4 separate regions of the Mus musculus genome follow, and regions 1, 2 and 3 are each linked to region 4. The links are chromatin contacts, called in public HiChIP or PLAC-seq and promoter capture Hi-C maps. All regions are on one chromosome and are shown on one strand. The core of a region is the stretch at or near the end of the contact, and the rest is flanking DNA. Distances in the headings are between cores, read along the strand shown.

What was found. Promoter capture Hi-C pulls out the DNA fragments that hold promoters and counts their contacts. HiChIP or PLAC-seq counts read pairs in DNA pulled down with a chosen protein or histone mark.
Region 1: a contact with region 4 is called in a promoter capture Hi-C map of hematopoietic stem and progenitor cells, with 2.8 times the contacts expected there. The contact joins the promoter of Kcnj12 here to the promoter of Fam83g in region 4. A contact is called at or near these places in 2 of 39 promoter capture datasets (hematopoietic stem and progenitor cells and liver) and 1 of 115 datasets of contacts at active chromatin or transcription factors (forebrain).
Region 2: a contact with region 4 is called in an H3K4me3 HiChIP or PLAC-seq map of bone marrow-derived macrophages, with 5 times the contacts expected there. The contact joins the promoter of Smcr8 here to the promoter of Fam83g in region 4. A contact is called at or near these places in 3 of 39 promoter capture datasets (liver, second pharyngeal arch cranial neural crest and stem cell-derived epiblast-like cells) and 1 of 115 datasets of contacts at active chromatin or transcription factors (bone marrow-derived macrophages).
Region 3: a promoter capture Hi-C map of pre-B cells shows a contact between it and region 4, with 2.4 times the contacts expected there. The contact joins the promoter of Dhrs7b here to the promoter of Fam83g in region 4. A contact is called at or near these places in 4 of 39 promoter capture datasets (embryonic stem cells, frontonasal cranial neural crest, liver and 1 more).

Annotation. Positions count from the first base shown.
Region 1 is chr11:61,021,165-61,027,893 of GRCm38.p6, reverse strand. Kcnj12 (potassium inwardly-rectifying channel, subfamily J, member 12) reads right to left here and starts at 5,330. Exons shown (of 2, transcript NM_001267593.1): 1 at 5,044-5,330.
Region 2 is chr11:60,776,130-60,782,349 of GRCm38.p6, reverse strand. It overlaps Smcr8 (Smith-Magenis syndrome chromosome region, candidate 8 homolog (human)), which reads right to left and starts at 4,825. Exons shown (of 2, transcript NM_001085440.1): 1 at 1,969-4,825. The coding sequence starts at 4,322. Top3a (topoisomerase (DNA) III alpha) reads left to right here and starts at 4,985. Exons shown (of 19, transcript NM_009410.3): 1 at 4,985-5,428. The coding sequence starts at 5,249.
Region 3 is chr11:60,828,462-60,834,567 of GRCm38.p6, reverse strand. It overlaps Dhrs7b (dehydrogenase/reductase (SDR family) member 7B), which reads right to left and starts at 3,937. Exons shown (of 7, transcript NM_145428.2): 1 at 3,837-3,937. The coding sequence starts at 3,856.
Region 4 is chr11:61,681,870-61,688,432 of GRCm38.p6, reverse strand. Fam83g (family with sequence similarity 83, member G) reads right to left here and starts at 4,023. Exons shown (of 5, transcript NM_178618.3): 1 at 3,378-4,023. The coding sequence starts at 3,899. The region is part of intron 9 of Slc5a10 (solute carrier family 5 (sodium/glucose cotransporter), member 10); the gene reads left to right.

The sequences.
Region 1 (6,729 bases), core at 4,081-6,580, 660 kb after region 4:
TCACCAGAAGCCATGGAGATATCCAGGAAAAAAGAGGAAGGCCACACAGTGACCACAAGAAAATGTCATGTTTTTCTTCACCACAGGGGACAAGCCTAAGTTGTTGGCTGCAAATCTGAAGAACTAGAACATGTGTAAAACATGGAGGTCATGTTCAAGGGACTGGAATGGGAGAGTAAGAAGCACAGCCCAAACTCCAGTGGCCAGTGAGAGTCGGGTGCCCCATGCCACCTCTCAAGGCCAGGCGGAATTAGGAAAGCAGGTAGCAAAACCCACCGCCTAGGAGAATGGCAAGGGGCCAAAAGTAACCTCGGCTGGCCTCCGTGTGCTCACACTTACAATAAGACTCACTACTCCTGTGCAGCTGGGGTGGGGCTATCCTGAGCTGGGGACAGCCAGGCTCAAACAGGAGACAGTGTGAACAGAAAAGCTCCAGCCAGACTGGTCCAGACTGGTCCAGACTCTACTCTTTCTGCTCAGCTGCAAGCTGTCAGGGCAAGGGTTCAAAGCACAGCCCTGGCCCCCAGGCCAACACAGGAACTGCACTGGCACCTCCGGAGACTCTGCAGCCTCACCTACAGATGCGCACAGTTGCCACCAGGACAAGATGAGCACAGCCTGGCAGGCAGCAGACAGCTGAGACTGCACACCCACCCACTGTATGTACTGAGCACCTGCTGTCCGCTGCCTATTGCCATTGGCCCGATGGGCACAGCTGTGGGCTTATAGCCCAAGACAATGAAGAAAATAGAAAATGAAAACACTAGGGGCAGATGGCACTGGGTTCTATGGTGAGAAAACAGTGGTACAGAGGGGAAGGGGCATAGCTTTGCTGCCATGAGGAATTGTGGGGACGGGCTACAGGAAAGAAGTGGCATTGGGCAGCATGTGAGTGTGGAAAGGAAAGGGTCATGTGCAGACCTGGGAAGGAGTGGTCCAGATGAGGGAATGGCGCAGGCATAGGCCCTGATGGAGCCCAGGCCTGCCATGTTGAAATCATGGCAAAGAGGGCCAGAAAAGAAGCAGAAGCAAGTGCACACAGTGAGAGAGGCCAGATCGGAACCACTGAAATGCTGCCACCCAGAGCCAGTCAAGCACACAGTAGGTATCTGAGCCACAATGGTCTGCCACTCCATACCTTTTACTGTTTATCCTCTAACCATCTCCAAGTCCGAGTTCTTCCAAGAAATGGGGCCACAGGTAAGGAATAGAGGGGACCCTTCAGCTGCCCAAAGCTTGTAGGGGACATTAGGGGGCTTCCAAGCCAGACCCACAAGGCCACACCCACCCTCAAGAAACAGCTGATACCCAGCAAGAGCAAAGCTGCTCCTGGGGCAGCTGAGAAAGGCACCCATCCCCATGCCTGCTGGCCAGGCCCACGAAGCCGTATTTGGTACTATAGGCCTGAAGGCTAACGAGGGTGCGGGGCCAGGATCTCTGAGGTCCCCACAGACTCACACTGCCTCTGTTGTTGTCACCTCAGCAGTCAAGGAGGAACACGAGAGCTTTAGGACATCTCTGTGGGTGAGAATGGGCACAGGGAACAGCTCAGAGTAGGAGGCCAGCATTTGAGGCCACCTCCACGGAAGGCCACCTCTCCCTAGCCAGTTTACCTTGCAGCTAAAGGGTGACTGGGCTACACTGTGATCTCCAAGGCTTGGGCACCAGAAGTCCACATGGACTTCTCCATCATGGGGTCCCCTCTGGAGACTCCCAGTCTTGCCAAGCCTACAATACCCCTTATAGGCGTGTTTAAAGGCTCTCTTCCCCTTCTCCATCCTGGGTGTCCCAGGGCTTCCAGGCTTCAGTCCCAGCAACTGAAGGAGCACCTATGTGTTTCTTGCCCCACCAACCTCTCAAACACCCCCATTTGCAACTCAAACCAAATCTTCCCTACACAGTGAAACTGACTTACGGTTCCTTACTGTTTCTGTATGCGGGACACTCCAGAGCTCACACCCACTACAGCTCTGGCCACATCACAAGACGGCTGCCACTGAAGCCGCAGGGAACATTTATGGAACACTAACCTCATGCCAGGCTTCATCAGGTCCCAAAGAAGTAACTTCCTGGGAGATAGGGAGGCAGGCAGGCCCTAGGGCTTAGTGGAAACTTCCCCGAGGGTAGATAACTGCCCTCAGTAAATGTGTCTGTGAGCAACGGAAAGGTGCAGCCTGTCCCTGGGAGGGCCCTAGGCTCTGGGTCAGAAGCACACAGGCTACCACAGAAGCTCCAACACCTCCTGGCCTCTGTTCCCATCCATATAGTGGAGAGAATACGAGCCTCTGCACTGGCAGGCCATTAACAAATTAAATTAGCTGGCCCAGCTCTGGGCCCTCAACTCCTTCCTGGGGCCAGTACCTCTGGAAAAGCCCCTTTGTCACCACAGCTCCTCTGAAGCATCAGCAGCCATGCCTGAACCCAGTCCCAGACAGCTCTCTTCGTTCTTGCTTTATCTACCGTTTTTCCCTGCTGTCTGCCCCCTTACCCTCTGCTCCCCAGCAACCCTCCGGAGACGTAGGCTTAGCTTCCCCCTCCTGCTGCCCATGAGCTGCCCCCTTGTCTGCCTCTCGTCAGTGTCAGTCCCTGGCAGGACTCCAATGACAGTCCACAGGGAGGGGTAACTGTGCCCATGTTTCACTCACAGCACAGCCCTGGACACAGCCCAGCCACCAGGCCCAGCTGCATCTGTTGCAGGAAGGGTCTTGCCCAGAGCAGGAGTTAGGATCAGGGAATTGAGACCGACTATTGAGCAAAGCTCACAGTATACTAGCAGACCCTGCCCGGGGGCTGGCAAGGACCACAGAGATGGCTGAGACTGATGACGCAGTCACTTCCACAATAGCTTTGTGCCAAAGCCTTTGGGTGCCATGACTGGTCATACCAACTATGGCTCCAGGCACCGGAGGCCTGGCTGAGCCAGAGGAAACTGTCTGCCGGCTGTACTAGCCCCAGTGTCGCAGAGCCTAGAGGTGCCACTGTGGCCAGTGTTGTTACTGTTATTGCTGCCATGTTAGTTCACTGCTAGAGAGCCACTCAGTACTGCCCAGTCCTGCCTAGGGCAGAGCAGAGAGAAACACAGGAGTCTGCATAAAAAGCCTTCTGATTCGGGGAAAATGAGGCAAACCTTCTGTTTTGACCTAACATGTTGCATGGCTCTGGAAGCACCTGCCGCGGATACCTCTCCCAACACAGCACAGCCTCCTAAACCTCCCTCCACTAGACACACATCTACAGGGGACCTTGCCTAGAGAGCTCAGTGATAGAGGACAAATCCATCACGCCATTGTGCCCACCCAACCCAAGACAGATGGGAACAATTAGGGCTTGAAGTACACAAATGTCAGTCCTGTGTGAACACTGTATTTACAAGGCACTTTCTGTCCGCATATAGCAGTATCTCAATGGAGAAGATGGTCCAGCAGCACCAGCTCTACCTACCTTGTCCCTAAGGATGTCTGAGCCTCCCCCACCCCCCATCCCCGTTCCCACAATGCTGAGGCTGGTCTGGTGGGCCATATGCCCACAGCCATGCATTTATTCTCACGAGTGGCTCAGCCTATCCAGGGTCACCTGCTATGACAAAGACCCTTGTGTCTCCTGACCAATTGGAGGGACCCCTTGAACACAACTGATGATTTCAGAAGAACTGAGAAGTCTCTTTGGGGTTCCCCTACAGACCCTAAAGGGATGCAGAGGAAGGAATATTCAAGGAGAAGCCTGGTACTCAGATCCGCCTCCCCTCCCTGGCCCTCTCCTGTTCATGGGCAGATTTTGGTAAAGGGGTCCCAAATCAGGCACCTGGTGCAGTGCCAGGCTGGAGTGAGTCTAGTCAGGTGGGACAGCAGCCAGGGCGGGCTTTTGCTTATCTCTCAAAGAGTGTGTAAAGGCTGGGAGCCTAAGCCTTGTGGGTTTCCACCTTGGAGGAGGCGGCAGCTGATTTCTGTGAGCATGTGGGCACCTAGGCAATCCAGAGAGCTGAAGCCTCTAACCAGTGCTCAGGAGGTGGATGCCAAGGCCAGGAAGTCCCTAGATCATTACTGCCAGCTTTGGGCTTGGGTACAGGTAGTAAGGAAGAAACTAGAAAGGACCAAAGACAGTATCACACTCTGGGAATGGCCAGAGGGGCAGCCCCAATCCCACCAGGTCTATCAGTAGGGCGGCAGAACCTCCTAGAACTGGAGGCCTTCACCAAAGGACAATTTCTTGTGAGCTCTAAGGTAGTCATAGGACATGTGCACAAATTAAGGCAGGTACGGGTGTCCGGGTGTTGGGTGTCTAGGGCCTCAGCTCTCCCGCTCTCCCCCAAAGCTCTTCATAGGCTCGCCACCCCAGCTGCCTCTTCCAAAGGGTGCAGTTCCCCCACAGGACACCAGAATAGACTTGTGCGTCTAGGAGAGACTCTGCACTGAGCCCCTTTTGGGGTTTCTCAAGACCAAATTTAAGAAGCAAAAGGTGCCCTGGACTTGCAGGCTAGATGGATGGTTAAGAACCACCTCCAGACTATTTTGACTCCATTACAGCACAGGCGACGGGAAAGAAATGTCTCCAAAGATCCCAGGTCTTAGCCGGGAGCATTCTCAGGTCGCTAGCCAAACCTGTGCACTCACTCTGTACCCCATCTTGATCACAGGTCTCTCGGGTAAGGTCACGCCTAGGACCTATGCCGCGCGCAAAAGTGGCTCCGCCCGCTGCTTTACGAGCCCCCTCAATCCAGCCGGCCGAGGGGAATCAAGAGCTCCTCAAAGTTTCCGAGAGCCGCCCCTCCCGCCCCCGCAACACATATATACACCCCTGGAAAGACGTTAGCCCGGAGCAAAGTTCCCTGGTGGCTGTAGCCCGAAACATGGCAGGGGAAGAAAAGCTCTCTGTCAGCATTTCATCTGGTGGTTCACCACGGGAAAGGAGAAAAAGGAACGGAGGGAGCTCTTCTGCCTCACCTTCCCTGTTGCTGCACCACCCCTCGTTCACCCGGGGCGGGAAGCTGTCTGCGGGGAACTGGGGCCGAGCGGGTGGGCCGTGCGCCCGCGGCCGCGCTCTTACCTCGGTCAGTGGCCGGGGCGCGGCGCGTCCCGCGTCCTCCAAGCTCCGCGCGGCCGTTCCCGGTCCCGGCCGCCGCTGCGCTGGCTGCATTGCCACCGTTGCCGCCGCCGCCTCAGCGCAGCCCCTGGGAGCGCTCCACGCCGAGGGGCGCGTCGCTCCCGGGCGCTGGGTGCCACCAGCCAGCCATAGGTCGGGGGCGCACGCCCAGACGGCGCCCCCAGCCACTCGGCGCTCGCTCCGGGCTCGCCGCTGGCTTCTGTCGCTCAGTCCCGCGACAAGAAGCGCCGACCCACCCCCTCCCCCGCCGCAGTTATCTGATCCCGGGCAGGGCCGGGCGCGCTCCCCTGAGCCGGGTGTGGGTGTCCTGCACCTCCCAACGGGCTTCGATCGTACAGGGCACCCTCCCCCGGCGACCGTTCTCAGGGAGGCGGTGGCAGCGCAGTCGCGGCGTGGCCGGGGGAAGACGGGGAACGAGGAATGGAGGGCGAGGAGGCGGCGGGAGGCAGAAGCTCTGCGCGCACCCAGCTCCGCGCCCCGCTGCCACAGTAGCCCTTCTCGGTAACTCCTCCAACTCTCCGCCAAAAGCACGCCCGCCCTGCGCCGCGGCGCCGCTGATCCCGCCCACCACCGCCCTGGCCTGGCCCGGTGGCCCCTCTTGGCCCCAGCTGCCCCCCACACGCACCAGCCACTTGCGCACTGGAGCGCGCGCGCGCGAACACATACGCGCGCACGCGCGTGGCACACACACACCCATACACACACATCTTCCTGGGGACACGCGCACACACAGGTGCATGGCGAGCATATAATAAATACTCAGACTACAGGCAGGCAAGGGAATCTGGACGGGCTGCACACAGCAGGATAGCAAGCTCAGGCGACACCTGCACGAGATGCATGTGATGAGGAGCGCGGTGGCTAAGGTGCACAGGTGCAGTCATAGTCACATATGCACATACGGGGTGGGATCAGTCAACACATCCACACAGGCTCGCTTCTGAGCTCACGCGTTCTTTCCCCTTACACACCAAAGCACAGGGTTACAGGCACACCCCATCCTCTTTAAACACCATATCGCTTCTTCCCATCATGTGTTGTATTTAGCTTTCATCTCTTGCTTTTTCTGTGCTCCTCCTTCTGGCCTTTCTGCTGATTTGATTCCATGTGACTCCCCTCCCCTTGCCCACTCTTGTCTGGAAGGCACCCCTGGTACTCTCCTCTCCCAGTCTCCTGGAGCCTATTGTCTGGGCCTCGCCTCCTGCAGAGCCTGGACCTTTCAGCCTAGCAGACAGATCAGCCTAGCTGGCCTCAGGGAAATCCCATTTTATCATAGAGCTGACCCCCAGCTCAACCCTAACACTGAAGAACCAGGTCAAGAAGGCTGGTCTGCAGGCAGAACACAAGCTTCACAAAACTCCCCAGCCCCCTGGTCTCCAGCCTCTCTGTAATGTGAAATATAATTATGCATTTGAATAGCAGAGACACTCGATGCAGGATCCTAGCCAAGAAGCGCAGCTTTCTGGCCACCCAGATGCCCAGGCTCTGGAAGCTTCTTCAGCGCTCTGCAAAACCCACCATCCCACCTCCAGGAGCCGACTCCTCATCCAGACCCCAGAGTCCCCAGAAAACTCTCCCACTTTGGGTTATGCTTACCCTAACTCAACTGAGCAACCCTGAGCGCCAGGT
Region 2 (6,220 bases), core at 3,576-6,075, 910 kb after region 4:
TAGGCCATTTCATAAAATTCAGCATTAGCATTCCTTTCCTCCCAGTGGTGGCAGGATGCTGGCTCCTTCCAAGTTCTTCTGTTTCTGTTTCCCACAACATTCTTCCTTACTCAGGAAGCCAAATACACAACCAGGCCCCCAGACTTTGCATTACATTTCGGTGTACACAGCCTATTCTTCCAAACCCAGACTGCTGCTATCCAAATCAGGGAGGCCACAAGGCTGAGGAGTCTGAGGTCACCCAGCTAGGACTCTGCCTAAGCCTCTGTCACACACTCTCTCTTCTATTAGAACTGGGTCCTGCTTACCCATCATTACTGACCTTCTGTTTATCAAGCCACGCATTCCTCCCTGGTGGTCTATTTAAAATGATGGCGGACTCACCATTGGCTACTCTAACCCTGTTTTCCATGCAGAAGGCCTGGAAAGGACCAAGTGAAAGGAGCCAAGGGCCAGTGAAGCCTGGGGTTCAAGGTGGGATTCTTTAAAACCTTTACTTGAGCAGTTCCAAGTGAAGCCAAGACTGGAGGATCTAGATGAACCCCGCTTAAAAAAACAGCCCTGTGAAAAACTGCTCACAGCTCTGTGGACAAGAGAGCCACTACACAAAAGCACCTCTCTCAATCACTTTTTTATAAAGCTTCTGTCTTGCTAATATAGCCTAGACTGGCCTCACAACAAATCAATTCTAAGGCCAGGTACTGTTCTAAAATAACACACTCCCAATCGGGGCCCTTCTATAGCTCCATACGGCATAAGGTGAGCACAGGGCGTCCCTTGCACAGGATAGGAACCCAGCAAATCCACTGCAGTGAGGGTGGCAGCACCTGTGACCCAGTCCCCTGCAGCTCCCTCTGCAACCACACCTCTGAAGATTTTCACCTCAGTGTTGTTGTGTCGTGGTTTCACCTCACTTCCCTAGGGCTTCTCTGGATTAGCTGTGACCTACCTATTGGCATGCCACTTCTGGCACCTCATTGACCCCCAGTAAGCCATTCTTTGGGGCACAAGCATTGCATAAACACTGACACTTGTGCAGGAACATTCCTAGCATTTGCGTCCCTCAGCAGGATACTCACATGGTATCTCATATGCTAGCAGACACTTTACCACTTGAGATTCTGTGCAGTGGGCTCAACTGTCATTCCCAGGGCATCTCGCTGAAATCTGTGGCCCTGTCTGTCTCCTTCATTTTAAGAGGGTGCACACTTGTACAGACCAGGAATCTGCTTGTAATTCAGGCACTGGGCAGTAACCATTCAATGACCATTGAAAAAGGTCTATTCAATAAGTCAACTTTATTTTCCTATTTTCTTGGAACACAGGAATAACCTACCTAGATATCTATGTGAATGAGGCTTGACGGGGGAGCACCATAACTCTGAAGGGATTTCAAACAAGGGCAGGACAAAGTCCTTTGACTCCTCACTTTCAGAGCAAATAGAACAGCAGAGTACAAGTTATTGGAGTTCTATATCTTCCACAGTGACAGCCACAATCCTTTACACCATTGTGACTGGAATCAGAACGTAAGATCTTCAAGTCCAGCTATTCTCTGACTTCACTGAACGAAGACTGCTGTGTTTACCCAAGACAAATGGAATCAGAATCTGACTGGGGAGTCACGATTCAGGGCATATAAATATAAGTAGCGTGTCTGCCTAGCATGCTCAGGGCCTGGGTTCTATCGATAGAACCACTTACATTCACAAGGAAATTAATTCTCCCAAACAGTTCTGACATGGAAGTGGGGCTGAGCCAGGATTGGCAATCTCTTAGCAACTGTGAATCCCCTGCCCCGTGATAAGAGAAGGCAACAGGATCAAGAGTGATTTGCCAAAGGAAAGAACAGTGAGTAGGGTTAGCCACTGTCTAGGAAGCAGGCTTTCCTTTTTAGGGTCCACAGATCCTAAACCTGCTTCATCTCGTAATGTTTAGGGCTCTTCCCCACCTCCTGGAACCAGTTACCTTTGTAGGCCAATAAGCTTCCACTTCTGGAAATCCATAATATGCAAAGGGGAAGAAATCCAGTGCTTCACCGGCTTGGCATAGCAGCCATAGTTGGGAACAAAGATGGACAGTGCAGTCACCAGCTTCCTGACAATGGTTTCATCTTCGCCCAGGACCACAAGTGTCCTCCCACTGAGCAGGGAGTAGATGGCTGGGTGGGCAAAAGGGTACTGGCGGATGAATTTTAAGGCATTCTGGCCAGCTCTCTTTTTGTGCCTCTCAGAGGATAGGCCAGCAGGAGGTGCTGAGGGGATTCTGTCTGAGCTGGTAGAGGCCGCACTGCCCATGTAGCTAGTGGTATCCGAGTAGTTATCCAGGCTCATCTTACTAACATCTCGGCTAGCCAGAAGGCAGCTTGGATCCAGCTCATAAGCTGGGAACATTTCACAACTGTTGTCTCGGGGAGAAGGGTCAGTGTTTTCCACTCCGAAGTCCACGTGGAGCCCCTGGTCCTTCTGTATGTAGCGCTGTGGGGGAATGCTCACCACACTGTCCTCATCAGAAAGAGTGTAGGCTGGGGTTGGGAGAGGCACCAAGTGACCTTCACTCTCCTTTCCAATACAGCAGCTGGAGTCTATTTGGGATGGGATATTTTCCAAGTTGCCCTCCTGAGTCTCATCCGGTTCTGGTGAGCCGGCACTTGCCTGGAAATGGATGGCCCCCTCATTATCCGCATAGGCTTCTTCTTCATTAATGGCACTTGGGTAACTGGCCTTAAAGTCATCAGGAATGAGGGCCTCAGAAGGGCAGGTACTTAAGACTTCAATGCTGTCCTCGCTGATTGTCCTGTGGCTGACCGCTTTGCTACGGACTACATGGGGGCTCAATGGCACGGTGAGGCTGGCCTGGCTGTCAGATTTCGACAACACAGAGGCTGACTTCTCGGTGCCCAGCACCTCAATGCTTTCCCCACTACTGATGCTCCCTTTCATATCCATATCCAGGTAGTCCAGGTTCTCTTGGGGGTCAAAACTGCGTGCCTCTGTTGCCTCCACCCCCGTGTACTCTTCATCGCCAAGTTCCTGCTCCATCTTGATCAATACAGACTCCACACTGGACTTGTAAGAGCCAACGCTAATTAACACTTTAGGAATGGGGCATTCTTCTACAGGCTTGGGAGGCAGCCTGTCCTGACTGGGCTGAGAGGGTACATTCTCTTGCTTTTCCATCCTGTCATCCACCTCTACAAAATCTTCAAAGAGGAAATTCGTTATGGGCTGTTGTTTTCGAAGCACTCTGTCAATCTGACTGGTCAGGAGGTAGCACAGGTCTCCTCTGAACATGTGTTCAATGTGGCTAAGCTGGGCCAGGGTCTGAGTGAAATACTCAGTGTCACAGAGTTCCTCCAAGGTCTTCAACTTCTTGTCAAAACACTTGGTGGACTTTGCTTTGATGAGTTTGGGGGTGTAAGCCGGTCTGCAGGTATAAAGGTCTGCATTAGCGGACTCCTCAGGATTAGAGGTAGTGGATACCTGGTCAGCCTGATCCTGGGTATGCTCTGTATCACCAGGCTGCAAGTCAGGGATCTTCGTCTTCTGACGAGGGTATGAGCGGATCTGCCTCAGCAAATCTTGATGTTCGATGATGGACTTCTCCACATTGGCCAGTTCATTGGCTTTCTCAATCGCCTGAGAAGAATAAAAACCCTTGTCGTTGGCTTTCTTCTGGATCTCGGTTTCTGTGTGTAGCACTGTCCTTGTGTAATCCAAGTCTTTCAGCTTTTTTTCAAGTTCCCCAGCGAATGCCTTCCTGTTGCCCATCTTCAAGCACTCAGATGCTTTGGAAAATTCGGCCGAGAGCTCTTGGAACTGCTGCATGATTTTATGCTGGTCTGCGGAGATATAAGCCATACAAAAGGGCCTCACAAAGCCCCTGGCCTCCAGGTCGTACAAGGTGAGGTGGTGCACATATGCAAAGGCCCCTTCCTTAGAGTCTCCCAGTACCACTTTAGAGTCTTCCACAAAGTTCAACTTGGGGTAGGCAGAACCGGGAGGATGGCCTACGAATGAAGCCTGGTAATCCACCGACATAATCCGCAAAGAGAAGTAATTAAGATCAAAAGTGCCAAAAACTTTGGTGTCATTGGGGATGGTAAGCAAGGGCTGGGGTCCCACCTGCTCAGAGAACTCGGAAATGAGGATGAAGTCCCTGGAGAACTTGGCCCCAGACAGTTTAGACCAGGGGTTTGCCCCCTGGCTGGCATAAGGAAAGAGAGGGACTGAGTACTCCTCAGGCAAAGCGGGCTCATTGTAAGGTTCTTCCTCGTATTCATCTTCCTTGGTGAAGGCCACCACATCAGGGGCGCTGATCATATTTCCTGAAATATGGCAAGCACATTGAGAGGAAATGGAAAATAATGTAGGGTTGGTCGGAGGGAGAGTCAGGCCTCTGGATGCGAAAACGAAGTTCTTGCGGCCTTCTTTGCACTTCCGGGGATCCTAAACTGCCCTGTCACACAACGAAGAACTCGAATTGCCGCAGACTCTCAAGGTTTGGGACCTGTGATGCCCTGGGCAAGCCTCATGAACTCCAAAGCTGCAGGTCCAGATGACGGAGGCTGGCCATTCTCCAGCGTTTGCCCGGGCCGGCGCAAGGTTCCTGAAGCTAGGTCACCAGCACTCCCCGGAACCTACCGGCGACATCAACAGTCCCAGCTCTGATCGTGTCATTAATCCTCGCCACGGGCTACCGCAGAATCAGTCAAATGAGTCTCCCCACGACCTAAGGGCAGAAACTGTCGCCGCTCCTAGGACCGTACTGTCCCAGGGAAGCTACCGCGGCACCGCCATCTTGGTATCACATGACTCCCCAGCATCAGCGTCGCGTGACCCGGAAACGCCCACACAGACTTCCAAGTTAGTGGCGCCTTTTAAGAGGCCCTGCCAATCAGATCTTCCAGAGGACAAGTCCCGTTAACTACCCATTGTCATAAAGAAAAGGAAAGTAGAATACAGTGGGGTGGAAGGGAGGAGGAGAAACGGTGTTGGAGGAACGTGCACAGGGCATGAGGCATTCTGGGAGTTGTAGTTCAAGGCTGCTTAGTGGCGCAGTGGGCGGAAGTTGTCTGTGAGCGCGAGTTTAAGCGAGACTCGGACGTGTGGGTTTCTGATCGAGGCGGCAGTTGCCTGGAAAAACTGCATTTATTAAGGTGGCTCTCACAGTTCCTCGTGGCTTTTCCTCTGGGTTCTCCAGCATGCACGGGCACCCGTGGAGTTGCTGCTGGAGCAGGACCTAGGGAATGATCTTCCCGGTCACCCTCTTAGCGTTTCAGTGGCACCGACGGCCTGGAGGCCGTGCCCTGTCCCGCGCTGCCATGGAAGTGGCCTTCCGAGGAGTGCGAAAAGTTCTCTGCGTGGCGGAGAAAAACGACGCTGCCAAGGGGATCGCCGACTTGCTGTCCAACGGGCGTATGAGGCGGGTAAGAAGCACTTGGGTTCTGCTTCCCTGAGGAACGCCCACAAAGTCCGACAGCGCGTTGGGTACCGGGAGCCCGGGCGAAAGCGACTCCGCCTATTTTGCGAGAGGCCCCTCCCGGCCGCCCTCACTTCTCGGTTTCTCCCTAGCCTTCAGGCTTTTTGTAAATGTAAAACCTTTTCACGCTTTTGATAGACCTTTGCTCGCCGGATCTGTCTGCTCGGCTCACATACCAGTGGAGCATTGCTCTCCCTTCTTTGGGTCTGGAGTGTGAGAACACGTGTATTTTAAAACTCTTCCTTGGTCAATCACAAGTTCAGTAGTATTGGAAAGCGGTAACCAACTCCTTTATCTTGGCGTTCAAGCCTTACTTATGGAATCCTGTCCCTGCCTTCTGCAGACCCTGTGACTAGGGTGGTGGCACCCTAGGGGTAACACTTAGGTTTAGGAACTAGAGAAGTCAATTACTACTCCTATAGACTGATTCTAAGATACACGAAAGATAGGATTGTCTCCTGACAAAACGGAGGTGAGAAGGGTAAAACCCCAAGGACTGTTGCGTTATCATTCAGCTGGAGGCCCTTCCTAGGAGCTGTTCCCTTTTCTTTGCAAACAGTTGGATCTCCAGACCTCTGCCTCCAGTTTTAAAATACCCGGAAGGGGGAGCCAAGGTTAGGTGGGCGCTGGCCCCTAACTACTTCACCTCTTAAAAATGTCTTTGAGTAATAATTTTTTCTTTTCTGTTTTGGAGACAGGGGTCTCACGATGTAGCCCTGGCTGTCCTGGAACTTGCTAA
Region 3 (6,106 bases), core at 2,688-5,187, 850 kb after region 4:
ACACCACAAACTTCCTTTCCCAAACTCCTGTGTAACTATAGCTTTGAAACACATCTTTACAATATAACTAGGAGCAGCCATTCTGGCCTATGATGAACCGCATACATAATGATGATGGCCCATAAGATTACAGTCTTCTGACATTGTAGCAATCCTGGTTTGTGCAAATACACAGTCAAATGTTTACGCAATGACAGCATTGTATTCAACCGCCGCTAAGCTGCATATGGCTGTATACTGTATTTTCCAAAAGACTCTGAAACAGACCAGCTTATAAAGGCGAGAACAATCAACCACATACTCACTTACCCAGCTTGTACTCTTCTGTAAACACCATCAGGTCCTTTAAGGCAGGAGAGTTCCAAGCCTGGGATTTAAGAGCTACAAGATCTCCCAGTCCTTAGCCAAAGACACCCAGATAAGACAAGACTTGCACCTTTAAGATATATGCTGTGGGGGCTGGAGAGATGGCTCAGTGGTTAAGAGCACTGACTGCTCTTCCAGAGGTCCTGAGTTCAATTCCTAGCAACCACATGGTGGCTCACGACCATCTGCAATGTGATCTGATGCCCTCTTCTGGTGTGTCTGAAGATACCTACAGAGTACTCATATACATAAAATAAGTAAATCTTTAAAAAAAAAAAAAAGGCTCTATGCCGTGTTCCTTCACTGTGTCCCTCCAGCATCCCACGCTGTGGAGCCTCTCCTCCATTCTTCCACACACTCCTCTAACTCCGCTGTGCTTCCCTCTTAGCTATTCTCATTTAGACACATTGTTTCGTTTTTCTCATCTTCAATTTTTTTTTTTTTTTTTTTTTTTGGTCTATTAGAATAAAACTTGTCGGCTGGGTGGTAGCAGTGCATGCCTTTAATCCCAACAAACGGGAGGCAGAGATCTCTGAGTTCAAGACCAGCCTGGTCTACAGAAACCCTATCTTGGGAAAAAAACAAAACAAAAGTTGTCAGTCACAGCAGTGCACACCTGCAGTTCCAGCACTGTGAAGGCTAAAGCTGAGGGATGAGTTTGATGCCAGCCTAGACTCCATAATGACACTGTGAAACAGGGAGGGAAAAAGAAAATAGGACTAAGCTACATTTTCCTCTTTTTTTTTTTTTTTGTTTGTTTTGTTTTTTCGAGACAGGGTTTCTCTGTGTAGCCCAGGCTGTCCTGGAACTCACTTTGTAGACCAGGCTGGTACATTTTCCTCTTAGTAACACATGTGTTACTAGAACATAGTAACTTTATTTTGCTATTCTTACCAAATCCCTAATCAATATGTAACTCAGAAAAGAATTTTTCTTTTCACCGTTATTTTATGTGCATTTATTTTGCCTACATGTATATCTATGTGAGAGTGTGAGATCTTAGGGGTATCCTTATGTGCTGCCAAAATTTATGTGCTAAAATTTGAACCTGGGTCCTCTGGAGGAGCAGTCAGTGTCCTTAATCACTGAGCCATCTCTCCAGCCCCCTCAGGGAAAAAAAACAAAAAAAAAACAAAAAAAAACAAAAAACTGAGCAAAGATTCTTTCCACTATAGCAAGTAGTTTCTCACAGTCTGTTCTCTATAAGGAAAAGTCTACTTAACCTGCTAATCCATGTACTAGAATAAAAATAAATGATCCCAAACGAACTCTTAATGTTGGAAAGGAAAAATTAAACAAGCAAGGAAGGGTCACCCGGCTCATAAAATAAGAAATTTCTAAGTCTGAAAGTTCGTAAAACTTTCAAGACTCAACAAGGCCTGCCGGTCCTGACAGCTGTATGAATAAACACCATGCTGAGGAGAGGTCAGAGAGCAAATGATTGCTGACAGAGAAGGCTGTTCAGTGGTGGAGCTGCCTGCAAGGTGAACAGAAACCAATAATGTAGCTCCCATTCTGAGACGGGCATTTCAGGGATGCAGACGCCTTTGAATTACGTTTCTTCTATGTAATTCCTCACCCAGTCACCTTAATAAACTCACCCATTTACCAAGCTAGACTTGGATGAACTTGCTCTCTAGCTAGAGTGAATAGACATTTTGTATCTTCCAAAAAAAAGTAAGTCTACCTGGGTCTGGCCTCCAGCTCCTGACCTTGTGACCTCCTGCCTGGGGAGTAATTGCAACTACCAGCATCCCCCCCAAGTGCCTGGCACTAGGGTTTGAGGAGGAACCTGGGCCTCCATACTAAGCGGGTGCACAGGACTTGTAACAATCTTTCAATAATTTCTCTTACAATGACCAACTCAAAGGCAATCTTGGTTCCCTGGATGAGCATGGCTTTTGCATAGAGGAATGTATCTAAAAGCCTGCCTCCCCTCATTAATTTGCTGCAGCTAAGCTTCCAGGACTCTTCCGAAATGTAGAGATACTACTACTGACTTCATACTCTGCTGTGATGAGGAAAGTGGGTATCTACAATAGACAGATAGTGGTGGGTACTCCAGTTAGTTTCCCTTCCTGCACTTCTAAAACAAGTAGGTCTTGATGCCTAATTCAAACCTTATCACTAAGGGGTCCCTTGCCACCTGCTACTTCTCTAAAGCTTTCCACTACCCCTACAGGGTTACAAGACTGAAAAGTCTTTACAGGCAATTCCACTAAAAGTAGTAAGTACGGGGCTGGAGAGATGTCTCATTAGTTAAGAGCACTGACTGCTCTTCCGAAGGTCCTGAGTTCAATTCCCAGCAACCACATGGTGGCTCACAACCATCCGTAATGTGATCTGATGCCCTCTTCTGGTGTATCTAAAGACAGCTACAGTGGGGCCAAGGGCTTCCAAGGCTGTGGGTTATGGGAAGCTCTAAGGACAGAGGGCCAATGAAGGCTGTGGATATGCACAGTGGAGACTCTTTTAGTTACTGTATTGACATTGCCTGCACTGTGTATTGCTCAGACAGGATGTGCTGGGCACTAAAGATCATGCTGCCCTGGCACCCAAGTGTTAAGGTCAGCCCTTCAACCCTCTGCTTGACCATGTGAGCATCCTGGATCCCAAACATGAGATCCTGCCCACCACCACCATCTCAGAACAAAAAGGTGGGAAGCCAGAGCCAACTAACATGTCCCAGTCAGTGCCTACAGGGTCTTAGCAGCTGTGTCTGGAGGCTGGCTGTTGTCCTGTAAAGACATTTAATAAAATATCGCATAAAAAGGAAAAATAACAAAAGTAAATACCCACCTGAGAGCTAGTGCAAGTGTTTGTGTGGAAAGGCGTATGTATTAACTCTCAAATCACTATACTAAAGGCTAATGAACTGAGAGTAATGTATGAGTACCATGTGTTGAGTACATGTAGCCACTAGCTAAGCCCTTGCAAGCAAAAACTTATTTACTCTTCACTACTGCCATATTTCTAAAGTTTTAACTGAAGAAACGGTCGCTGAATGTTTAAGGCATCCACCCACAGTTGCACCTGCTAACCGGCACAGTTAGGGTTGGAAGTGTCTAATCTAAGAAAGCTGTTCTCATGGATGTTCCAAAGTCAGAATCTTGCTCGCCCTTTCCGAAAACCCAGATCTCCTAACCATCCCCGGGCAGGAGTGCCACTGGGGTCATGCCACAGTAGCTATGCACACGCGACCTTGCGCGCTCTAGGCTCCAGACCCTGAAACGCACACACAGAGACCAGGTGATCTCCGCGATGAGCGTGCCGGGGCGGAGTGCCTGAACCCTGCTTCCTTCACTGTGGGGCGCCGCGGGGAACCGGAAGCTATCAGGATCCACAGCCTCCCCAGAACGTGCTCAGCCTCACTCAGTCACTTAAAGCAGATGTACCCCGCGCCTCCGCTTTAGACAGGACACCGTCCTCATTTCCACTCACCAAGAGGTTGCAACATCCCTAGCCTTTACCTAAAGGACGGAGAGATCATGGTCAATCAACTTCATGCTCCCGCCTCGGAATTGACGAAATGCAGCTTGGTTCCGTCCAATCACAATACTCGGGAAGCACATGCGCTCTGAAGATGCGCCCAACAGAGGTAGAGTTTAGCCTTTGCGGTCTAAATGACGTCAGTCTGCTTAAGTCCTATACCGTAAATCTTCCGGAGGAAAATTCTAAGTAGTGGTTTGGGTTCCATCGGTTTTCAGAAAAAACTGAACTTGCTCTGCAAAGCTGAGTTTGATGGCATATGGCTGTTATCCGAGTACTTGAGAAATGAAGGGAGGCAGCTCAGGAATACAAGGTCCCCTTTGGGCTAGGCTGCATGACACTGCTTCAAAAAGCAAAAATAAATGCTACAGTTGCCAAGATTATTATAAACGGCGATGTGATGTTGTTACAAAGATGGGGAGAGGGGGCTCGGTTTTTGTTTTTGTTTTTTAAGGAGGTTAGAAACAGACCTACACATAAGTAGTCACTTTTCCTTCCAACAAGGAGCCACATTTAACACAACTAGGAACGTACTATTCTAGTATTACTATTATATATATATATATATATATATATATATATATATATATATGTATATATATATATTACATACATACATTATATACATACATACATATATACATAAATACATATGTGTACATATATACATATATATACATACATATATGTCACTATTACATGTAATATTAATACTATTAATAGTGCTAAGTCTAGGAACTTTCTTTATTCTTTTTCTTTCTTTCTTTCTCCCCCTCACCCCGCCTCTTTTTGGGTTTTTGAGACCAGTGCTTTCTTTATGTAGCCTTGGCTGTCTTGGAACTCGTTCTTTACACCAGGCTGACCTCGAACTCACAGAGATCTGCCAGCCTCTGCCTTCCAAGTGCTGTGAGTTCAAGACTAGCCTGGTCTACATCGCGAGTTTCAGGACACCCAGGACTACAGAGAGAGACCTTGTCTCAAGATAATAATTATAACAACAACGTCAACAACACAAGAGAGTGTATAAGCAATACAATTTGTAATACATATAGCTGGAAATAAATTTTATTTCAAAAGATACAAAGTTTGCAGAAAAAATTATTATCTTAGTTTTTCAAGACAGGGTCTCTCTGTGTAGTCCCAGTTGTCCTGGAATTTACCCTGTAGACCAGGCTGGCCTCAGAGATCTGCCTGCCTCTGCCTTCTGAGTGATGGGATTAAGGGCATGAGCCACTATTGCTCAGCAAATTTATTGTATGTTCATTATTGACTGTTTATTGTAGATGAGAGGAGCTTGCATAAAGATATTTCATGCAAGTTTATAATGTACTTTGGGCATACTCTCCTCCATTCTCTCTAGCCTCCTCTTTCCACCCCCACTTAAGTGTAAGGAGTCACACAGACACACACCCTTCTCTGTGTAAGCTGAAGCCAAGTAGAGAGTTGAGTCGGAATTCCATCCCTCACTGACAAGACCACTTCCCACGTGTGAAAAGAGGCCATGCAGAGAGCAATAACTAAACACTCTTTCCCCTCCCAGTGTCAATGGAGACTTATTAGAAGTCTGGACTTCCATTTGTACCAAATAGTAACAAAGAGTTCCTCTAGGTGTCAGTGAAGGACAAGTGGAATTTACAGACTTCCACATCCATCTGCCAATAGCAAAAAGGCATAAGATTATCCTGCCAAAGTATTGTCCAAGGAAGCCAGCTTAAATGGAAAATGGAAATAGGATTCAGACTCTTAAGGTACTTAGAAGTCCAGGTTTCTGTCAAAAAGCACTAGCTTTGGGCTAGAATATATAGCACAATGTTAGAGTACTTGTAAGCATATGCAATGCACTCAGTTTTATCCGTAGCACAAGAATGAAAATTGAAAAGCATATGTTTTTAATAAGAAACTGAACTTTTTTCTTTTTTAACATTTTTTATATTTTTATTAGTCCTTTGAGAATTTTGTACAATTTTTAAAAAAGATTTATTTATTTTATGTATGTGAGTACACTGTCCTTCTCTTCAGACACACCAGAAGAGGGCATCAGATCCCCATTACAGATGGTTGTGAGCCACCATGTGGTTGCTCGGAATTGACCTCAAGACCTCTGGAAGAACAGCCACTGCTCTTAACCACTGAGCTGTCTCCAGGTCAACCTTTTTCTTTTAAAATCTTTATATGTATGGCTGCCTCACCTACATATATGTTTATGTACTAATTGTGTGCCAAGTTCCCAGAATCTCTAGAAGAGGTTATC
Region 4 (6,563 bases), core at 2,774-5,273:
GTTCTCGGTTCCGAGGCTTTGGGCAAGTTGCTCACCCTCTCCGAGCCCCACCAAACCTTGGATTCCTTCTGCGGACAATGGAGGCCACACCTACTTTATGGAGCTGTAGCAAGGATTACACAGAGCAGGTAAAGTGCCTGTTCAGCGCTTGGCATATAGTTGGTATTTAATAAATGCCTCATTAAGCTGCCTTTATTCTCCAGGAGCCAAGTGGTAGGCCCGGACTCCAGAGTGTGAAGGCAGGGATCTGACAAGAAAGATGTGGGGTCAATCGGGCATCATGAAACTTGGCTCCTCTTTCTTCTTGCTGTGTGGCCCTGGGCAAGAAACATAACTTCTCTGGGTCTCCATTTGTAAGCCCTGGCTGGAAGACATAAATGTAGACCTAGTTCAGGGCCAGCACCTGACACCTCAGCTTCCTCTGTGTCCTCCAATAGTAACTTGGGAAGGTATGATACATGATGCCCCTGGGACTTGTCAGGGGTTAGTCCTTGTCAGGGTGGGCACGAGGATCTGCTGGAAGATCCTCTGACTGAGGCCCAACCCCACCCAGCCTCACCCTCTGGAGGCCACACTTGCTCTCATCCCTCCCAGGCGTGATGCTACAGGCCTCTGGTATGCAGCTGGAGCCCAGGGGAGGCTCCTCCCAGCCTAAGGTTGGGGGAGGGTTGGGAGAGGGCAGACAGGGGCTGCCTCAGAGGGGAGCTAAGATTGGCCAGCAGTACAGGGAGCATAAGCTCAGCATCACACAACCAAGAGAGTATGATGGGACCCCACTGTTCCCTGTCCAGGTGAATCTAGGATCTAGACAGCAGGGGGCAGGACCCAGGGGACCCTTCCCAGACTTCAACGCCTGTACCCATTTCACAGACAGAACGGCCAGGGTCTAGGGAAGAGCCAGGTCCGATCCAATCCTACAGTGGAGGCAGCACCAGGGCCTATTCTCACACTCCTGTCTCTTTCTAGTCAGACCCTTCCAGTCTTCTGGGAAGGGAGGACGCAGCAGAATAATCCTGACAGGAACACGGCCACCAGGGGTGGCTGAGGTGGCGTGAGCTGAGTGTGTGCTGTGTCATTTCCTTGCCCCAGGGTCTGTCAGTTGTGCTGACTACTGGGAGAGTGACTCAATGCCAGCAGACATGCTGCAGAAGCCCCCATGGAAAAGGGCTAGTCAGCAAAACCCCCACCCCAACCCTTGGAGGCTGGGGTTCCCCTAACACTGACATGGGGTAAAAAGGGGAGGTGGGCGAGAAGGGCAAGAGGTGACTCATGGTGAGAGAGAAGACAGAAGAGCTCCTACAGGGAGGAGCAAGGAGAGGGCGGGCAAATCGCTCTGTCAGCATCCACCGGCGTCTGGGCCTGCCCCAGGAGGCTGGGAAGCAGTAGCGAGGAGTAAAGACTCAAGCCACCTAGGTCAGCTGCTCCTCCCAGGTCCTGCTTGTCACTGCTACCAGGTACCACAACGCCTGGGTAGATCCCAGAGTGCAACAGGTCTAAGTGACCTTGGGCAGGGACAACTAATGAGTCTGGTCTCAGTTTCTCCATGTGAAAAAAAGAGGCAGATAACACTACCTGAGATTATAAAGTGTTCATACTCCACCAAAGCTATTATTACAGCCTTCCCACGTACTGTGTGGGCCATAAGACAAAGATCGGGGAACAGGGACTCACACAGGTCCACAGGGGAGGGGCTTGGCCCAAGACAGCATGGTGGGGGTGTAAACAAACTCTTGATCTCTGTAAATGGACATGCCCTCTGTCAATTGAGGTTCCTATGGGACTCCCTGCTGTGGGGTACAGGCGCCAGGTGTAGGTAGCAGAGGGCAATGCCTCTACACGATAGGCAGTCAGAAGTCACCCACTCTGGTGCCACACACACAGATGGGGCTCACACTAAGATCAATGTCTTTCTGTCACTGTAGACAGGTGCCATCAATAACAAACCTGGGGGAGTGGAATTGGGTGCAAACGAAGCTATGGGTCTGCAAGGAGTGGCTACATCACAGCTGTGGGCACAATGATGTAGACAGGAAGCCCTAAGGGTACAACTTGGCCCCAGGCACCCCTATCTGTCCTTATCATTGACTGGCCCTATGTCATTCTGTCTGCAGAAGATTAGAGCCTGTAGCTGTTCCCAGGCCAAGCTGGAAAGTGGACGTGGCCTCCTTCCTGCTGTAAGAGCACTGGCACAGCAGGTTGGGCCCCATTCAGTCTTTCTCCCTCCTCTCAAGGGACTGGGCTCTGCCACAGTGGGAGTCACCCCTGGCCCTTTTTAGGGGCAACAGACTCCCAACTATTCTCAGGTGTCCAGAGTATTATTCAGTCCTTCCTCCTTCCTGCCACCCAATACCCTACCATCACAATGGCTAGAGATGCAAAGTGTACCTACAGACTAGAAACCCTCAGTTAGTGGCCCCATGGACAGAGCCTCGACTCTGGGGGAAAGCTGAGCCACCTCAGCTACTGACCCACTTTTGGTCTCTGCCCAAGAGCTCCCCAGGCCCTGTCAGCCAGATCAGTCCCCAGGGTAGACACCTGGCCTTGTACACTGACTGCCTCATTCTGGACCCGGACAGTGAAGGGGTCAGACCCAGGTAGGAACACTCTCACTACCACCTGAAGACAGACCTGCTCTAGATATATCGCAACTTGCTGGGCTACCTTGCCTGTCAAATCAGGCACACCTCTGCTCATTCATGGCCACCCAGCTATGGTTTGACTGTCTGTACAAGCATTGTACACAGCTTCTCAAGATGTGTGTGTGTCAGTATGGAGCAGTCACCCAAAGCCGGGCACTGTGCAGCCCAGTCAACGGCTGTCAGCTAAGGGAATCCACACAAGGCCTGAAGAGCCTCTTGATGGCAAACCACAACCTAAGTAAATACCCTCACCTCTTCCACTGGTGAAAACCTTCAATAGGTACCACCTGCTCTGGCCTGGACAGCTGCTGCTACTGTAGCACTCAGAGAAAAGCTTGGAGAACCACCACCAGCCACACAGCACAGCTAGGAAGCAGGCAGATTTCCTCAGGGCTCCAGACCAGCCTCCACGTCTCTCCCGAGACCCCTGCCAGCAAGCTCATGTATGTGTGCAAGCTTCTATCTGCTCCTGGGTCTGAGACGAGATAAGGGAGAGTGGGTGAGAGAAAGGCCGCATTCCTCCCACACAGCTCATGGTTTGCATTTGGGGAACTCAGAAACACTCCAGGAGGGCACAGAAGCCCACTCAGCCTGGAAGCCCAGTGCCACCTGCTAGAGGGAGTGGACATTCAGCTTCTGATCACCGGAGGAGGCAACCGAGAGGCCAGTCAGAGGTCCAGGGGCTGTCTCGGTGCCCATGCGTGCTGGGTGAATGGGGGTCTCGCCGTGGCGCCTCACCTTCTGCGCCTGGCTGACCATCTTGCGCACCACTTCCTTGATGTGCGGCTGCCCGTCGATGGGTGGCTGCATGTAGACGCTGGCCCGGGTCACACCTCGGTAGGCAATGGTGTCAGGCCAGCCCAGGTCCAGCTGCGGGATGGAGCGGTCCGACTTCTGGGGCCAATACTCCAGCGAGGGCAGCGTCTCCGTGGCTGGGGGCCCGCCCGCCGCACTGGTCTCCTCGCTGGCATCCGCGCCTCCGTTGTCCTGGGGTTCGGGGCGGCGGCCCGAGACCCGCGGGTCCTCAGAGCCCGGGTCGTACACCTCGATGGCCTCCACGATACGCGAAAGCTCCAGCTCCGAAAGAAAGTCGCGGATGTTCTCGCGCTTCAGCACCTCGTAGAAGGCGTCGCGACCCCGGGCCACCAGGGCCTCCAGGGCCAGCCTCTGCTCCTCGCTGTAGAAGAACTCGGGCTTCGACTCGCTGGATCGCCAGTTCACGTGGTTGTCGTCCAGACACTGCACCTGGGAGAAGGCCATGGTGGCCCTCGCTGTGGGAACGCGGCCCGACGGGCACCGCGCTCTCAGGCTCCGGGGCCTCGGCGCCTCTGAGAACCGCACCTGAGGGAATCAGCAAAAGACCGCGGTCGGGGTCAGAGGGCGGGCGGGGGCGTGGCGAAGGAAGGGGCGTGGCGGGTAGTGTGTGGGCGGAGCGAGGCGTGGCGAGGTTAGCCAGAGCCGTCCAGGGCCGCGGTTGTCCTCTGCCTCTGTCTTGGGATCCGCCTGAGGTTCTCGGAATCCTGGGAATAAGCTGGGGCTGACGGGGACCCTCGCCCCAGTCCGGAGTAAGAGCCGGGACGCCAGCCCAAGTGAGGCTCGCAAACCCGGAGGAGGGACTTGCTTACCAAGCAGGTGGCGCCGTGCAGACCGGACGACCCGAGGAACCACAGGCGTTGGTGGTGGCACCGGGCTGGACCGCCGGTGACTAAGGGCGGTCCCGCCCACCCTGCCACCCTCACCTGGGGTCACGTGCGGCCCCGGGGGCGGAGCCGGAAGCTGATTCATCTCCTCAGACGGCGCAAGGCTGGACAATTTGCTGCCTCTAAGCCTCGTGGAAGTCTTCCTCTGCCCCCCAGTCCCGCTGGCGATCCTGGTCCATCTCTGGCCCGGTTCTGTCTTGCGGGTGGGATGCTCAGCTGTCCAGTTGTAGACTGAAGGTTGGGTCGTGGGCCGAGGCCCAGCTCCAGCTCCAACTGCTTCCACACTCTTGCTCTCCATGTGCACAGACCAGATACAGATTAGTCCTGAGCCCAACTGCTTGCTGGGATCCCACCTAGCAGAACCTGGTGCACCTCACATGCCTGAACCCTGCGCCAGAAAAGGGTAGAGAGAACCAAGCTGTGCTCAAACGCAGCTCTTGGCTGTTCCCCAGTGATGGAGACCATTAGGTCCTTATCTGAGGGCAGGATGTCAGGTGCAGTTTGGCAAAGGGCTCCTTCCTGAAGCTTCTTGTTTCAGGACACCAGGCCAATACTGCCCTGTCTTTCTAGCCTACTTACCATCTCTGGGTCAGGATAGAGCTGGTTTGAGTCCCAGTGGACCCTGGCCTTAACCTAATGAGGACAAGCTAATGGCAACATTGTACCCTCCAGACATGTCCTCACTGTTCATTTTCCAGTAAGGCCTCCTTGCCCTGCATTCACTGCTTTCAAAGCTTCAAAGCCTAGTTAGCATCCTTGGAGTCCTCACCACTGATCCCCAGACTCAAACCCTTCACCTCTAGCCTCAAAGTCCTCATCAGGCCTTACACTGGGTGAACACTGTGGTTCATACCTGCTCTTGCTTGGCACTCTTGCCCACCTCGGGCACCTGAGTCACCTCCTTACCTCCCATTCCCAAGGAGCAGAGAGGGGCAGTGATGAGTGTGAGTCTTGTACCCTCAACAAAGATGTGCTGACCCTCAGTTTATTCTCTTGTTCTTACCACTGTGGAGTTCCCGGCTTCATTAAGGAACCTGGCCCTCTGGCTGGAAGGCTCATCTGCTCCACTCAAGTCACAAGAAGCTGTAAAGAGTGAATGGAGAGGCTATTCATTTTCTCCAGTTTCATCTGATATGACTGTCTTGGCCAGAAAATCCTTTGGGCCATCCACAGAGCTGCATCAGATCTTGTGTGTGTGTGTGTGTGTGTGTGTGTGTGTGTGTGTGCGTGCGCGTGAGCGCTGGGGAGTGGGGTATACAGCCTTGTCATTATGTATAGGTTTAACAACCATTACCATCAAGATATGCACACCTCTAATCCCAGGACTTGGAATGCGTGGCAGGATTACAGAATTGCAGGCTGGAGGCCAACCAAAGCTAGCAGGATTGTGACACTGCAGAGCCCTTACTTATTAGAACTAAGCAGCCAGGTCCCCACCCCAACCTTGACAGCCATTTTCTATCTCCTAATCCCGTGGAAATGGCAGCATCATTAGCAAATTTCCAGAGTGCGGTCTAGAATTCTGGGCTGTCTTCTAGCCCCACCAACAATGTGAATGTCTTTCATGTGGCCAACACATGCTCATTATCCATTTGCATATTTGTATAGGATATTATTGTGGTTACTTATTTATTTTGCAGTTCGAGGGATGAGGCCTAGCCTTTCATATGGTAAATAAGCACTCTATGCTCCAGTAGTCTTATTGTGCTATGAATCCTGATGGCTTTTGTTGTCCTTGTTAGGGTTTCTATTGTGATGAAACACCATGGCCAATAGCAACTTGAAAATGAAAGGGTTTATTTTCCTTATACTTCCAGGTAACAGTCCCTCCTCTAGGAAAGGCAAGGTAGGAACTCAAGGCAAGAACCCAGAAGCTGGAATTGAAGCAGAGGCCATGGGGGTTCTACTTACTGGCTTACTTCACATGGCTTTCTCGGTCTACTCACTTAGAGAACCCAAGACCACCAGCCCAGGGGTGGCCCCACCCGCAATGGGCTGGGCGCCCCCCCCCCCCATCAATCACTATTTTAAAAAATGTCCTGCAGGCTTATCTACAGCTTGATCTTATGGAGACATTTTCTCAGTTAAGGTTCCCTCCTTTCTCTCTCGCCTGACTCTAGCTAGCATCTCAGGTGTCTGCCTGCCTTCCGAATGTCCTCTTCATTGAGGGTCTGTTTGTAGCTTGGCTCGTTTCTTGATGGCTTCCTTTCCTGAGCCTCTAGCA